2 separate regions of the Neogale vison genome follow, and region 2 is linked to region 1. Evidence: chromatin contacts called from public Hi-C data. All regions are on one chromosome and are shown on one strand. Each heading gives the region's core, a stretch centred on a gene start, on an enhancer-like site or on the middle of the called end of the contact. The rest is flanking DNA. Distances are from core to core; before and after follow the strand shown.

What was found. Hi-C and Micro-C count contacts between places; a contact is called where the count stands out from the background.
Region 2: a Hi-C map of fibroblasts shows a contact between it and region 1, with 2.6 times the contacts expected there. The contact joins the promoter of NDE1 here to the promoter of PDXDC1 in region 1. A contact is called at or near these places in 2 of 3 Hi-C or Micro-C datasets (fibroblasts and muscle).

The regions. Positions count from the first base shown.
Region 1 is chr14:27,522,296-27,528,826 of ASM_NN_V1, reverse strand. PDXDC1 (pyridoxal-dependent decarboxylase domain-containing protein 1) reads left to right here and starts at 3,475. Exons shown (of 23, transcript XM_044233618.1): 1 at 3,475-3,656. The coding sequence starts at 3,636.
Region 2 is chr14:27,739,379-27,745,909 of ASM_NN_V1, reverse strand. It overlaps NDE1 (nuclear distribution protein nudE homolog 1), which reads right to left and starts at 2,432. Exons shown (of 9, transcript XM_044233109.1): 1 at 2,363-2,432.

The DNA of each region.
Region 1 (6,531 bases), core at 2,226-4,725:
TAAGAATCATATCTTGGCAAACTTCCTTGGATATAAAAATGTGGGTGGCATGAGAAAATTCACAGCTTTTCTCATTTAGGTCAGAATTAACGTAAAGAATGTTAGCACCTGCTAAAAACACAAAAAGAGAAAACCAGGTAGCACATGCCTCATTTTTTTTTTTTTTAATTTTTGAAAGAGAGAGTGTGCGAGCTTGAGAGGGGAAGGGTCAAAGGGAGAAGCAGACTCCCTGCTCAGCAGGGAACCTGATGCAGGACTCAATCCTGGGACTCCAGGATCATGACCGGAGCCGATGGCTGTTGCTTAAACAACTGAGCCACACAGGCGCCCTACAAACCTGTTGATAAAGAGAACAACAGCTGTCTCTGAATAGGTCCCCAGAACTTCAGACCTGAACCTGATTACGCCTTAGATCCATCTCCTGATTTGCAGGAAATACAGAGATCGGAGGAAAATCCAGGCTAAGGAAAATTCTAGAATAGTAACCCTGATGTCTTCAACAAATCAAATGTAAAGGGAAGAAAAAAGATATAGGAAAACTTATGGATTAAAAGTGACTATAAATATCATATATGTATATGAATATATATGACATACATATGACATATATAAATATATAACAAAATATAAAGAGAGACTATGTTAAGAAACTATGTATAATATATAACAAAATATACAGAGAGACTATGTTAAGAAACTATGTATATATTTTTATGGATATATTTTTATAGTATTTATGGATGCACATTTGGGTGATAAAACTGCAAAGGAATTGTAAGGACATGATTGCTGTAAAGGTCAGAAAGTGGTTATTTTTTCTTGGGGTTGGGGGGAGCCAGATTTGTTTTGGGCAGGGGCTCCCAGAGGACTTATGGGGTGTCTGAGAAGTTTCCTCTCAGGGAGGGGATGGTGATTATAGAGTGTTAGTCAAGGACAATCCATTTCTTTTAAGCTGTTTCCTATATTTTAACAATAAAACCTGTTTTTGTTTTTGTTGTTTTTGTTTTGTTTTTTTAACTGTGTTCATGAACTTGACGAAGCTAAGGAAGCAAGGTCTCAGCGTTGCCACCTCAAGTTGCCTTTAGGAATTGCAGACTTCTGTCCAAAATTTCCAGGTAAGGTTTAAAGAATGATTGAAATCTATTTTTTACAGGTAATTTACTTAACTTTTTTTTAATTCATAAGAGAAATACTAATGGTAAAAATTCAGATAATGCAGAATAATATAAAATGGGATAGTGCCAATTTCTTTTCCTTCATCTCTAAACCCCCACTCCCATTCCATAGATTTCGCCTTCTATTTTGTAAATAAAAAATCTTTGTTACTTTATTTAGAAAGAATCTACTGTTTCCTTACTCTATAAAATGGAAAATTTATTGCCCTTTGCACCAGCTCTCCTATCCTCTCCACCTCTTGATTTTTGTTACTTAATTTTATTTCTTCGCAAAATAAAAGTGAACACTCTTCAGGTCTTTAAATATCACACTTAAGGGGCGCCTTGGTGGCTCAGTGGGTTGAGCCTCTGCCTTCGGCTCAGATTGTGACCTCAGGGTCCTGGGATTGAGCCCCACATTGGGCTCTCTGCTCAGCGGGGAGCCTGCTTCCCCCTCTCTCTCTGCCTGCCTCTGTCAAATACTTGTGAGTGTTCTCTGTCAAATAAAATAAATAAAGTCTTTTAAAAAAATCCCTTAAAACTTTCAAACTGTCCAAGGTGGCAGCCGACAAACATATTTGGGTGAATACTAGTGTATGTGCTGCCGAAGGCAGTACTATTTGGATAAATATTAAACCAGTTATTCCCATTTTTCATGGGGGGAATAATTTTCATGTTTTAAAGTTTACTTTCAGAATAGAAAATGTTAGTTTCATCTCTCTAGCTTCTGTTTTGTACAATCTACTTTGTATGGTAATGCAAAGACACTTGGAGGTGGCTTTAGAAATTAGGAAATTTTAATGATATCCACGATGAAATGTTCAGGGGTGAAATATCTTGATGTCTGCACTTTGAAGTGTATCAAAACAGAAGACATATTGATGAATAGATTAGATGCTTACAAAATCAAGCAAATACAGGGAAATGTTCATTGTAGAATCTAGAAAGTGGGCACGTGGCTGTTCACTGCACAATTCTTTTTTTTTTTTTCTAAACGTTTGACTGTTTTCTTTCCTTTTAAAAAATATTTTATTTATTTGTCAGAGAGCGAGCGGGGGAGCGACAATCAGAGGGAGAAGCAGGCTCCCTGCTGAGCGAGGAGCCAGAGGTGGGGCTCCATCCCAGTACCCTGGGATCATGACCCGAGCAGAAGGCAGATGCTTAACCGATAGAGCCACCCAAGGGTCCCTAAACATTTTCATAATAAATTGGAAAAAGTGATTTGTTTCGCTCTGAACCGGCACACAAGGCTTCTTTCGGTAGAAAACAATTTTATTAACATAACTGGGCAATTTACCAAACACAAGTTAGATAGCACAAAACATGTAATTACTACACTGAAAATGCGACCCCGTCATTTACGCCGATTTCAGAAGAGACGCGCACAGAAAAGGCGAGAAAGGGGATGGTTTTGTGGTTGTAACGTCATCGGTCTTTGGTGAAGTGCTTTAGTGGCTGCAAACGTGGTAGACAGGTCTGTTGCAGTCTTCCTCATTAAAGGAATAAGCAAATGCATGCCCTCTCGCATTCGTGAGAAACAGGCTTGTACGGCAAAAAGGGGAGCGATTATGGAGGCAGGATGCATACTGGACAGGCGCCGCAGTGAGGGTGCTTGGGTCTGGATCCCACCTTGACGGGCACTGGGAAATGGATAACGACCTCTCCATCACAGGGTCATTGCACTATAAAGTGGAACAGGAGCAGCGGACTATTATTATTTGTATTATTATTATCATCACCTGACAAGTCATAATTACGGCTCCACATAATGCAGGAAGCTGCACCAGGTGTCTCAAAGTCTTTCCCGTCTTGGATCCTTCGGGAGGATCTGAGACAAATACTCCGGATCGCACCAGCACCTTTTTTGAGCACGCGTCACTGGAGAACCTTACACCTGGAGCCCCGCAAACCCTAGCCCACGGCCGATCCTGCGCAGGCGCGGGGGCGCTCTCCAGCCCCGCCCTTCCGTGGTGCATGGCCTGTTCCATTCCTGAGGGATGTTGACAGTGGGGACAGCTTGGAAGCCTAGGCCCGGAAGTACAGGTGCGTCACTAGCATTTCCAGACTCTCAGAGAAGGAGTGATCACTGGCGGTTATGATATGTCTACCCCGAAGCCCGCGATGGGCTTCTGAGTGTTGGGAACGACTCCACAGTGCCTCCCCCCCTCACCTGGGAACGTTAGGGCTGGCCGGCGTGACGGCCAGGTACGGAAGCCCAGAGGGCCCCGCCCACCCTCGAGGGGGCCCGCCCACCCGAGGGGCCCGCCCCGCCTCCCCGCCTCCTCGCCTCCCCGCCTCCCCAAGCCCCGCAGATTTCCCACCCCGCGGCGACGCCAGGCAGCTCCTCCTCGTCTCCGCCCCGCCGGCCGCGGCCGCGGGGGACGTCAGCGCTGCCAGCGTGGATACCGCGGCGGGCCGCGGGAGGCGGAAGTAGCACTCGGCCCGCGGAGCCTCCATCGGCCTCCGCCGGCCGCCTCAGCCATGGACGCGTCCCTGGAGAAGGTCCGTACTCGGGCTGGGGGGAGGGGGTAGGTGGCGGCGTTGCGGCCCGGGGTCTCCTGGCTCCGGGGCGACTGTTTCCCCGTCGCGAGCTGCCATTGTGACCGGGGAGGGGCCCAGGGGCTAACTGGCCCTGCCTGAGGAGGCCTGGCCGCGAGGGCGTCCGGCTGGGCGCTCGCGGCTGAGGCCTGGTCACGTCATGGGGCCGGGAGCCCCTCGGGTCCCCGTGGCCCGAGAGAGGCCGGGCCGGTTCTGCCCCTAGCCCGGTGCGGGAGCCGCGGGGCCGACCTTGGGGCCTGCCCGAGCTCCGCTCCCCGTTTCGGGTGACAGCTAGCCATTTGCGGCCCCAGAAGAGCGTGGACAGAAGCTCCGGTGGTTTCGGAGCCAACTGCTAGCCTGTAGGTTTTCTGTGGTCTCCAAGTCAGGGGGGAAACGGTGTTGAAGCAGTGGGTTTCCAACTTCAGCATGACTAGGAATCCCCTGGGGCCGTTGGTAAACAGCCAGATTTTCGGCCGTGGGGTCGGACCCTCAGTGGGGGCGGACCGGGGATCTGCCTGTTTAACAAGTTCCCGCACGTGATTCTGACGCTGCAATTGTGAACACCTGTGAAGAGCCCACCCCTCCCCTGGCCCCGAGGTCAAGAAGGGGTGGGTCTTCTGTAGGTGGTGAGTTGCGTTTTGGGGGTTACTGCTGTTCCCCCTTTCTGGTGGGGGAGTGGGTGGGAATCCGAAGTGTCCAGATAGCCTAGCTTTCCTCTGGTTTGCCCTGGGGGAGCAGCCGCGGGATGTACCTGGCTCACTGCTCTGGCAAGGGGGATGGATTCTAATTGTCCCTGATTTAGGGCTGGTAGATGAGAACCAGCGCTTGGATACCTGTCTTCCCTCCACGTTCTTCGTCTTCGAGCTTGTGAGTCTGCTCGTGCAGACCTTGTTCTTTTGTGCATGCAGAGTTCGGGAGCAGTGCTGCCTTATTTTGGTTTTGAACTGGCAGAAATGTCACACTTTGTCATGGTGTCCCCCCCCCCCCCCCGGCCAAGTGTGGCATCTGCTGTAGATTGGGTCTCTTGTCACTGGAAAGTTGAAGGGAGTAATTGTACCAGTTCAGCCGGATGTATAGCTTACACCTCATAAATTGCGTGGAAGGTTTCTTATAAATTGGGTGGAAGACAGTCAAGAAAAGAAAAAGATTATGTTTTTAACCTTATGTGTTTTGCTGGCTAGGAATAAAGTCTTTCCAGGCTTTTGATTAGTACACAGTGTCTACCTTGTGGTACCTTTTTTTTTTAATTTATTTGCCAGAGAGCAAGCACAAGCAAGGGCAGCCGCAGGCAGAGGGAGAGGGAGAAGCAGATTCTCCTCAAAGCCAAAGGCAGATGCTTAGCATCTAAGCCACCCAGGCATCCCTACCTTGTGGTACTTTTGAGTTACAGGCTAGGTCAGTGATTCTCAACCACCATTGCAGTTTTGTTCCCTAGGGGACATTTGGCAGCTTGTTTGGAAACATTTTGGTTGTCACAGCTTGGGGGGCGGGTGGGGGGGCTGGAGGTGCTGCTGGCATCTAGTGGTTAGAGGCTAAGGATGCTGCTGAGCATTCCACCTTGCATAGGACAGCCTCAGCACCAGAGAATATGTGCTTAAAATGTTAGTCATGCTGAGGCTGAGAACCCCTGGTCTAGGTACCTGTGTTAGGCCAGTAGCTGAATATAAAATGATACTAAAATTGCCTCTTCTGTGTTGTTTCCTGTCCAGTTTCATAAGACAGGATGGGCGTTGTGTCTTTTCAGTTAGAAACCTAAAGAACTGGCGTGACCTTTCCTCCAAGAACAGTTTCTTACAGGCAAATCTGCAAAAACAGTGGGTTGGAATCCCACTTTAAATACTACTTTTCTGGCGTTTAATTATTCGATTATACTGGTTTCTCTCTATAAATGTTAATTGATGCCAAAGGATCATAAACTCCAAATGAGGATCTGAAGTGCGATGAAATTCCAGAGTGCCTACGGCTGGAGCATTCACAAAAATGGCAGTGATCTCTGAGGAATTCAGAATGTGTGGGCTGGAAGTTTCTGCCTTAGGCCAGTGTGGAAATTCTGAATGCAACTGTTTGAGGACTAAGACTGTGTCTTATTTTTATATTCCCTGTTCACATCTAATGAGCGATTTTGGTTGGTGCTAAGTGGGCAGAAAAGAAAAAGAATTGCTATGTGAACATTGAGGGTTTCATGTTCTGAAAAACAGTTTGAATCAAAGTAAAAACATTGAGTTGTGTCTGCTATTCCTGTCTCTTTGAGGGATAGGCTGTTCTGCTAAATTGTACATTGCTAATATAAAACTATTGAGCAGTCCTGAATGATCCCATTTAAACGGATCCTTGCATAATTTACACTGGCTACAGAACCCACAATGTTACTTGATTCCCATCCTCTAATTTCAAGTAATAGCTCTCTCTGAATGTAGTAGTCCGTCCTCATCTAGTACAGTCAGTCAGTACATTTCCTTTGGTCCAAATATAATTCTGTACGCTTGCCTTTGCTTTAGGTAATATGTAGATGTGAGACCTGCCATGACAGAGCCGTTTTCTTGTCCTGACCGCTCTTCTTTCCCAGTACTCTCTGCTGTATCTGAAATTAGTGAGGTCTCAAGAAACCAAGATAGGTCAATTGAAGGGGCAAGGCATTCAGACTGGAAGAGTAGGTTTAGGGGCCTCAGCCCCCCAGTACTCTGTGTCCAACTCATTAAGGGGCAAGGCTCTGTCGCATAGTCTCACAGTGTTTACTTAGGTTAATAATCAAGTTTAAAAAAATGCCACAGGAAATAACAATTCTGATGCTTTAGATCTTAAGTTAACACACCTGCATACACTTTTCAGTAAAGACCTG
Region 2 (6,531 bases), core at 1,183-3,682, 220 kb before region 1:
TGCAAGGACATATACTCAAGGCTGTATGCCATCATTCACTGATGTGGAAAACTGGAGAAAACAACTGTCAACAGAGGGCTGATTTGGAAAATTACGCAGTTGTTAAGAAGTAAATGAACTAATATGAAAGAAAGTTCATGATACGTTAGAAAAGAGTGCCAATTTTGTGTATAAAGGGATCTCTTGGGTGCCTGGGGGGCTCAGTCAGTTAAGCATCTGCCCTGGCTCAGGTCATGATCCCAGGATACTGGGATGCAGGGAGTCTGCTTCTCCCTCTTCCCTTCCCCCTACTAGTTCTCTCAATCTCTCTCTCGCTCTCTCAAATAAGTAAAAATCTTTAAAAATAAATAAAGGTATCTTGCGCTCTCTGCATGCATGAATCTAAAAGGTTCTGGAAGCATGTACCAAATGGGGGTAAAGCAGACACTGAGATAAGAACCTATACGGGGAACACTGCTATATCCATTGATTTTTACAGTAAGCGTATGCTGCCTTTGAAAATTTAAAAAGCTTAAACTCAGATCAAAATATAGAATGAAAATAGGAGGGCTATTGTTCCAAGATGATTTTATTCTACTGAATCAGGATGCCAGGAAAAGGGGCGCCTGGGTGGCTCTGTTGGATAGGCGTCTGCCTTTGGCTCAGGTCATGATTCTTGGGTCCTGGGATGGAGCCCTGCATTGGCACCCTGCTCTAGAGGTAGGGGGGCTGCTTCTCCCTCTCCCTCTGCCTGCCACTCCCCTTGCTTGTGCTGTGTCAAATAAATAAAATCTTAAAAAGAAAAAAAAAAAAAAAAAAGGTGCCAGGGAAAGAAGTTTTCCTTCTGCGATTTCCCTCTCCTCTGTCCCTTCTCGAACATTTCCAAATACCTACTAAGTGCTAAAGCACTACTGGGAGAGGCAGACAGAAAGCACCTATATCAATACCAGGTGCATAAAGTCTGAGCTGCTGACACCAACCTTCTGTACGCAGGCCAACTCACTTTAGGAAATTAGCTGGTTAAGGAAAGGGAGTGTAATCTCTCTGGGTTCACACGTTCTAAGGCAAAAGAACACACTTTGGAAACAAAAATAACATCTAAACAGAATAAGCCAAGTTAAGAAACGATTATCCAAAATGAGAGGATAGATAAAATATGCCAATGGGACACCCCTGAGATTTCCGGGATCTAATCCCACACAAAGGACACAATAAGGGGAAAGAGTTAAGTTTCAAACCTGGTTAAAGACCAGTGTGGCGGTGGGGTCATGTAAGTGGCTCTGGGAGTCAGTCACTGGGATCCAATTGCTCTTCAAAGCACCCTATCTGGGTCCTAAAATGCCATCCTATCCAAGAATACAGAAACAAAACCAGCATAGAAAATGACAAATCTCTGCCCAGTGCACCCTGTAAAGGCCATTTCTTTAGAAAGGAAGTTAAAAAGGACCTGGAGGCTAAAAGTAGAAAGAGGCACAACCTGGTATAAAGCCTTGACAAAGAAATCAGGGGAGCTCAGACCCTCAGGAGGCAGAGAACCTGAGATGACTGGAGAAGATAAGGCAGCTTCCCAAAAAGCGGTGTCAAGGTGATAGCGGGATTTCCCACGACCTCAGGGAGGCAAGGAAGCCCCACCACGGCATTCAAACTGTAGAATAAGCATTTTCATCCTTTATCCAATCCTTCCCCAAAGTGCTGTCACGGGAAATCTGAACCTTCCTACCGCAGAGATCTGAGAAAAGCAGAGGGAAAGAGTTCCAAACACGATCCCGAAAGCAGGGAGATGCCAAGCTGCGGGGCGGGGGGGTTGGAAAGAGGCCTGAACTAGAGGGTGTAGTGCGTGGCGGGACGGGGGTGTGTGTGGGGGGGGCGATACGAGGAATGAGGGAGGGTCTGGGGCAGCAGGAGGAAAAGGGGGTGGCAGGGGCTGAGAAGAGACCAAGAGAGTGAGGAGGGCAGCCTGGAGTGGGGGTGGGAGGGCTGGAGGGCAGAGGAGCCAGGCGGCGGGGGCTGGAGACGAGGAGGGCACGAAGGACCGAGGAAGTCATGGAGGGAGCGGAGGGCAGCTGGTCGGAGACCAGCCAGCGCTACAAGAGAAAGTTGGCAAAGGCGAGGAGCTGGGCGCGAGGACCCAAGAGTGGGAAGGCACAAAGTTAGGAAAGGAGCCTGCAGAAAGCGGGATTTCTGAGCCCCGCGCCCGGGACCCGCGGAGGACAGGCGGCGCGGGGAAGAGACGCGCGAGCGACGGGCGCGGCAGGGTCCCTGCAAGGCGGCTCCCGGCGGTCCCGAGGGCGTGGCGGGCGCCAGGGCGGGCAAAAGAGTTTCCCGGTGGTGGCGGCGGTCCCTGGACGGTCCCCGCTCCCGGTCACCGCAGCTCAGCACTTACCCCGGCTCGGTCCGCGAGGACGGGCGGCGGCAGCGGCGGACCGCACTGCCCGGGCCTCTGACCACCGCCCCCACCCCCGCGCCGGCGGCGGGCGCAGACTATTGGCTGCGGCGCCACGGGACCGCGTCCGCCTGGGCCAATCAGCGCCTAGCAGCGCCGTTTGGAAACTTTTTTCCCAGGGCCCGGGCGCCGCGTGGCCACGCGGCGGCACTGGGCAGGCCCAGGCCTGGGAGGCTCCCGCGGCTGGGCAGGGACCTGGACCGCCTTAGAGTGTGCAGGCGGTTCTCTGGGCGTCCGGGGACGGGCTTGGACGCGAGGGCCACGCTGGTCAAGAAAATACGACACCGTTTGCATTTTCCCCACATCAAGGGAAAGACAAAGATCCAGGTCCGCTTAGGCTAAGCGATGTTCCATGTTCTTTGCACCCAAAATAAAAATTTCGACATCATTATCTTTTTTCAAAGGCAGCGAACTTCGTGTGTAAGGGTCTGGTTTCGAGCCTGGCTTTGAATTCTAGCTGTACTCCTACTAGCCGGTTGATCTTGGGCGAGTGACTTAAACTCTCTGTGACTTAGTTTCCTCATCTATAAAATGGGGGGCCCTTGAAGGATTCTACCTTGAGGTTATGCAGAGACAAACTTGGAGTCTGTAAAACATTTAGGACAGTGCCTAGTAAAGTTAAATACAATCTGTGCAATTCTGGAGTGATTGTGATTTGTTCATTGGTTATGTGTCAGACATAAGGCCAACTTCTTGACATGGTTTTTTTATTATATATATATAATTTTCTTTTTTTTTTTTTCTTTTTAAGATTTATTTATTTGACAGAGAGAGGGGGAAGCAGGCTCCCAGCTAAGCAGAGAGCCCCAGAGATCCCAGGACCCTGGGATCATGACCTGAGCTGAAAGCAGAGGCTTTAACCCACTGAGCCACCCAGGCGCCCCTGAAAGGGTTTTCTAATTCTCACACAATCCCAACTGTTCACCAACAAATATTTGTTGAGCACTCAAGCTTGTAACACAACAAATGTCAGACAACATGCCAGTCCTCAAAAGTCTTATGCTACTAAGAAAGCAAGACACTAAATCAGCAAACAGAAAGAAAGAGTAAAATAATTTCAGATGCATGTAAGTAATAATGTCGGAATAAACAGGGTCGTTTGAGAGAAAAGGGCCAGGAGGTTCACTTCAGATGATCAGGGAAGGCTGCTAGATGGAAATGACAATGGAGCTGAGATCCAGATGATGAGAACCACAGAAAAGCAATTTTATTGTCCTCAATAAAGAGAGGAAACAAAGGTGCAAGAAATTAAATGTGTTGCCCAAGGAGTCCCAATTAGTAATAACAAACCAGGCTTCAAACCTGTGTCTGTTTGATGCCTACACCCTCATTCTCTAGCATTACTCTAGAGGCAAAGAGATTTTTAGCTATTCTGAGGTCCATGGCCATACTCTTAGAATCCTTCCTGCCTCCATGCCGTGGTTAAGAATGACCTTTCTCTAATTTGACTTTGACTCCTTGCTACTTCTTGCATTCAGAGATGCAAAAGGTAACCTCACTATCTGTATCAATAGCGTTAAGTACCAAAATGCCTTTCAGGAAACTTCCATCCTGCTCACAAACACTAAATATACACACCCTCCTCTCAAAACTTTTCCTCTGATGCTTTCTTTCATCTTCAGAATTTTTTTTACTCTCACCTCTCCGTGAGGTTTCTGGGCAGGGAGTAACCATCCCAGTTTACAGATAAACTGAAGAACGAATCCATGAGTTACCAGTTCTGCCTGAATGGCATTGATCAAGTCACTTAAACGAGCTCGTTTACAATTTCCTTCATTTTCCATGAAAACAACAGGGAGGACACTGAAATGATTATCATGAAAGTTCTCGGGAATAATTTAAGGAAATGGCTTTTATTGCGTAAAACCTTTACAAGAAAAGAAAATTTGGGAGCATGTTAAAACTTTTTCCTCCCTTTATTCAGTGTTTTCCTTGTAGCTTTTAGATATGAATTAGCAGAGAGCTCAGTTTCTCTTGCTTACGTCCCTCCATTGTAATTTATTATTTCAAAGCACTAAATTGGACACAGGCAGAAGAGAAGTTGCTGTGGGAGAAACTCCTTTAGTGACAGCTAGGTAATTTAGAAGGTGAACTGAATGTAAAATGGCCACTTAAACAGCACAAAAATAAAACTTCATCCCAGTTTTATAAATGTGAAGATTATCATTTAGACAGGGAAAAACTGAAAGTTACTCCTACTCTCTGATAAAAGAATTTGCCCATTAAATAAATAGGAATAAGTTGAACGGAGACAGTATTTAAGAAAATATCTCTTAAGAAAAATGTGAAAGCACTCTTTCAGAAGTACCAAATTGCATTTCACTTCATAATTGCTTCCAAGGGCTGGGGTAGTCTGCCTAAGCAGACTATTGGTTTTCTACAGAAAACACTAAAAACTGCATTCCATTAAAAATTGTAATTCAGGCTTTTCATTAACTTTCCATTTAGTAGAATTGATTTGACTTTATTTACAGCGTTTAACCTGTTGAGATCAGGCACAAAATGTGTCTGATCTGGATTATTTTGTGACCAAAACACCTTTTTAAAAAGGCAATGAAGAATCCACAATTACTTTGTTTCCTTTTTTATTTTTTATGTTACTTCGGTCTGTGGTCCTGCAATACTCAACTAGAATAAAAAGAAAAACTCTGAAGAGAAGCATATTCATTTGGTACTTTGGGAAAGAAAGAAAGAAAAAAAACAAGACTAGACACAGGGTTGTTTTTCATCTGTTCTAGTTCCCACTTGGAAAATAATACCCACACACAGACACAATGAAGATTTACTCAGCAGTAATAAATACCTAAGCAGACAGATGATGTGTGTGTTTCATCTGCCTTCTGGAAAATGAAAAGCAAGCACAAAGGGCACTTTAGCTACATGTTTGATCTTGCCCTCTGCAACAGGAGTCTACAGGGATGTGTCAGTTCCCCTGAAATTTCCCCCCACTTCCTGCAAATTGCCTAATGAAATTGCCTCACCCTGCAGACTTCAGGCAGAGACAAAACAAAATAAGACAAAACTCTTTTGACCATTTCTACTTATTCGTCTGCAAAATTAATCTGTTTCTCGGCAAATTTCAGGAGTGAACTTTGAGGTCGCATTCAGCTAGCACATCCTAAATATGTCTCGATTTAGGTAAGTTTCATTTTTCTCATTGGCAACAGGAAATAGCGAGCAGTGGGCAGTTTCAGAAACGACCTTCGTGCTGAGCTTTAAAAAACAACAACAACAATTACTTCAGGACGCCTGGGCAGCTCAGTCCTTAAGCGTCTGCCTAAAGCTCAGGTCCTGATTCCAGGGTGCAGGGGGGCTCCCTGCTCAGCAGCAAGCCTCCTTCTTCTTCTTCTCCCACTCCCCCTGCTATGTTCACTCTCCTGCTGTCTCTGTCAAATAAATACATGAAATCTTTAAAAAAAAAAATTATTTCAGCTAAAAGATGGTAAAGTATCAACCCTGCCCCCACCCAGGAAAAAAAACCCCAAAGCCTCAAAGCCTCCCAACCCCCCATGACCCATTCACCTAACAACATAAGCAGTCACAGGTTTCACAGTGTTTTCCCCACCCAGTCCCTGGAAAGTTTGCACGCACGAACAACAGGCTCTGGACCGGGGCTTTCAAAAATGACGTTTTCTAACTGAAATCACGAGCATCCCCTACTAGGTGACAGTTGCCCAGCGAGTCTGATTGAGCACACACTTCCTTTTGTGCCCGCTGGGTCGCCGCCTCGAGACAAACCCCGCGGCAGGAACGACCTCGCGGGAAGACCCGCCCGCGGTTATTTTTCTCTCCACTCGCCACTAGGTTGCACTAGATTAAAGATGCTGTGGAAATTATGCGTCATTTAATTAAAAAAATAAATAGAGCCATCACGTGACGCGAGGAAGCGGGAGAGAGGGAAGCGCGCGCACGAGCGACAGCGCCAAAACAATCGGGTTTTTCATCCAAATCCCGTTTAAAATCGCTTTCCCTCAAAAGACCGAAAGAGCTGAGTTGTATCAAATGCCGGTTGGCAGGTTCCCCCCCCCCCCCGGCTCCCCCTCATAAGCCCCCTCATTCTTCGCTTATCAGGTTCTTTTCCACGCCACCACGATGAGCCAGGGGGAAGG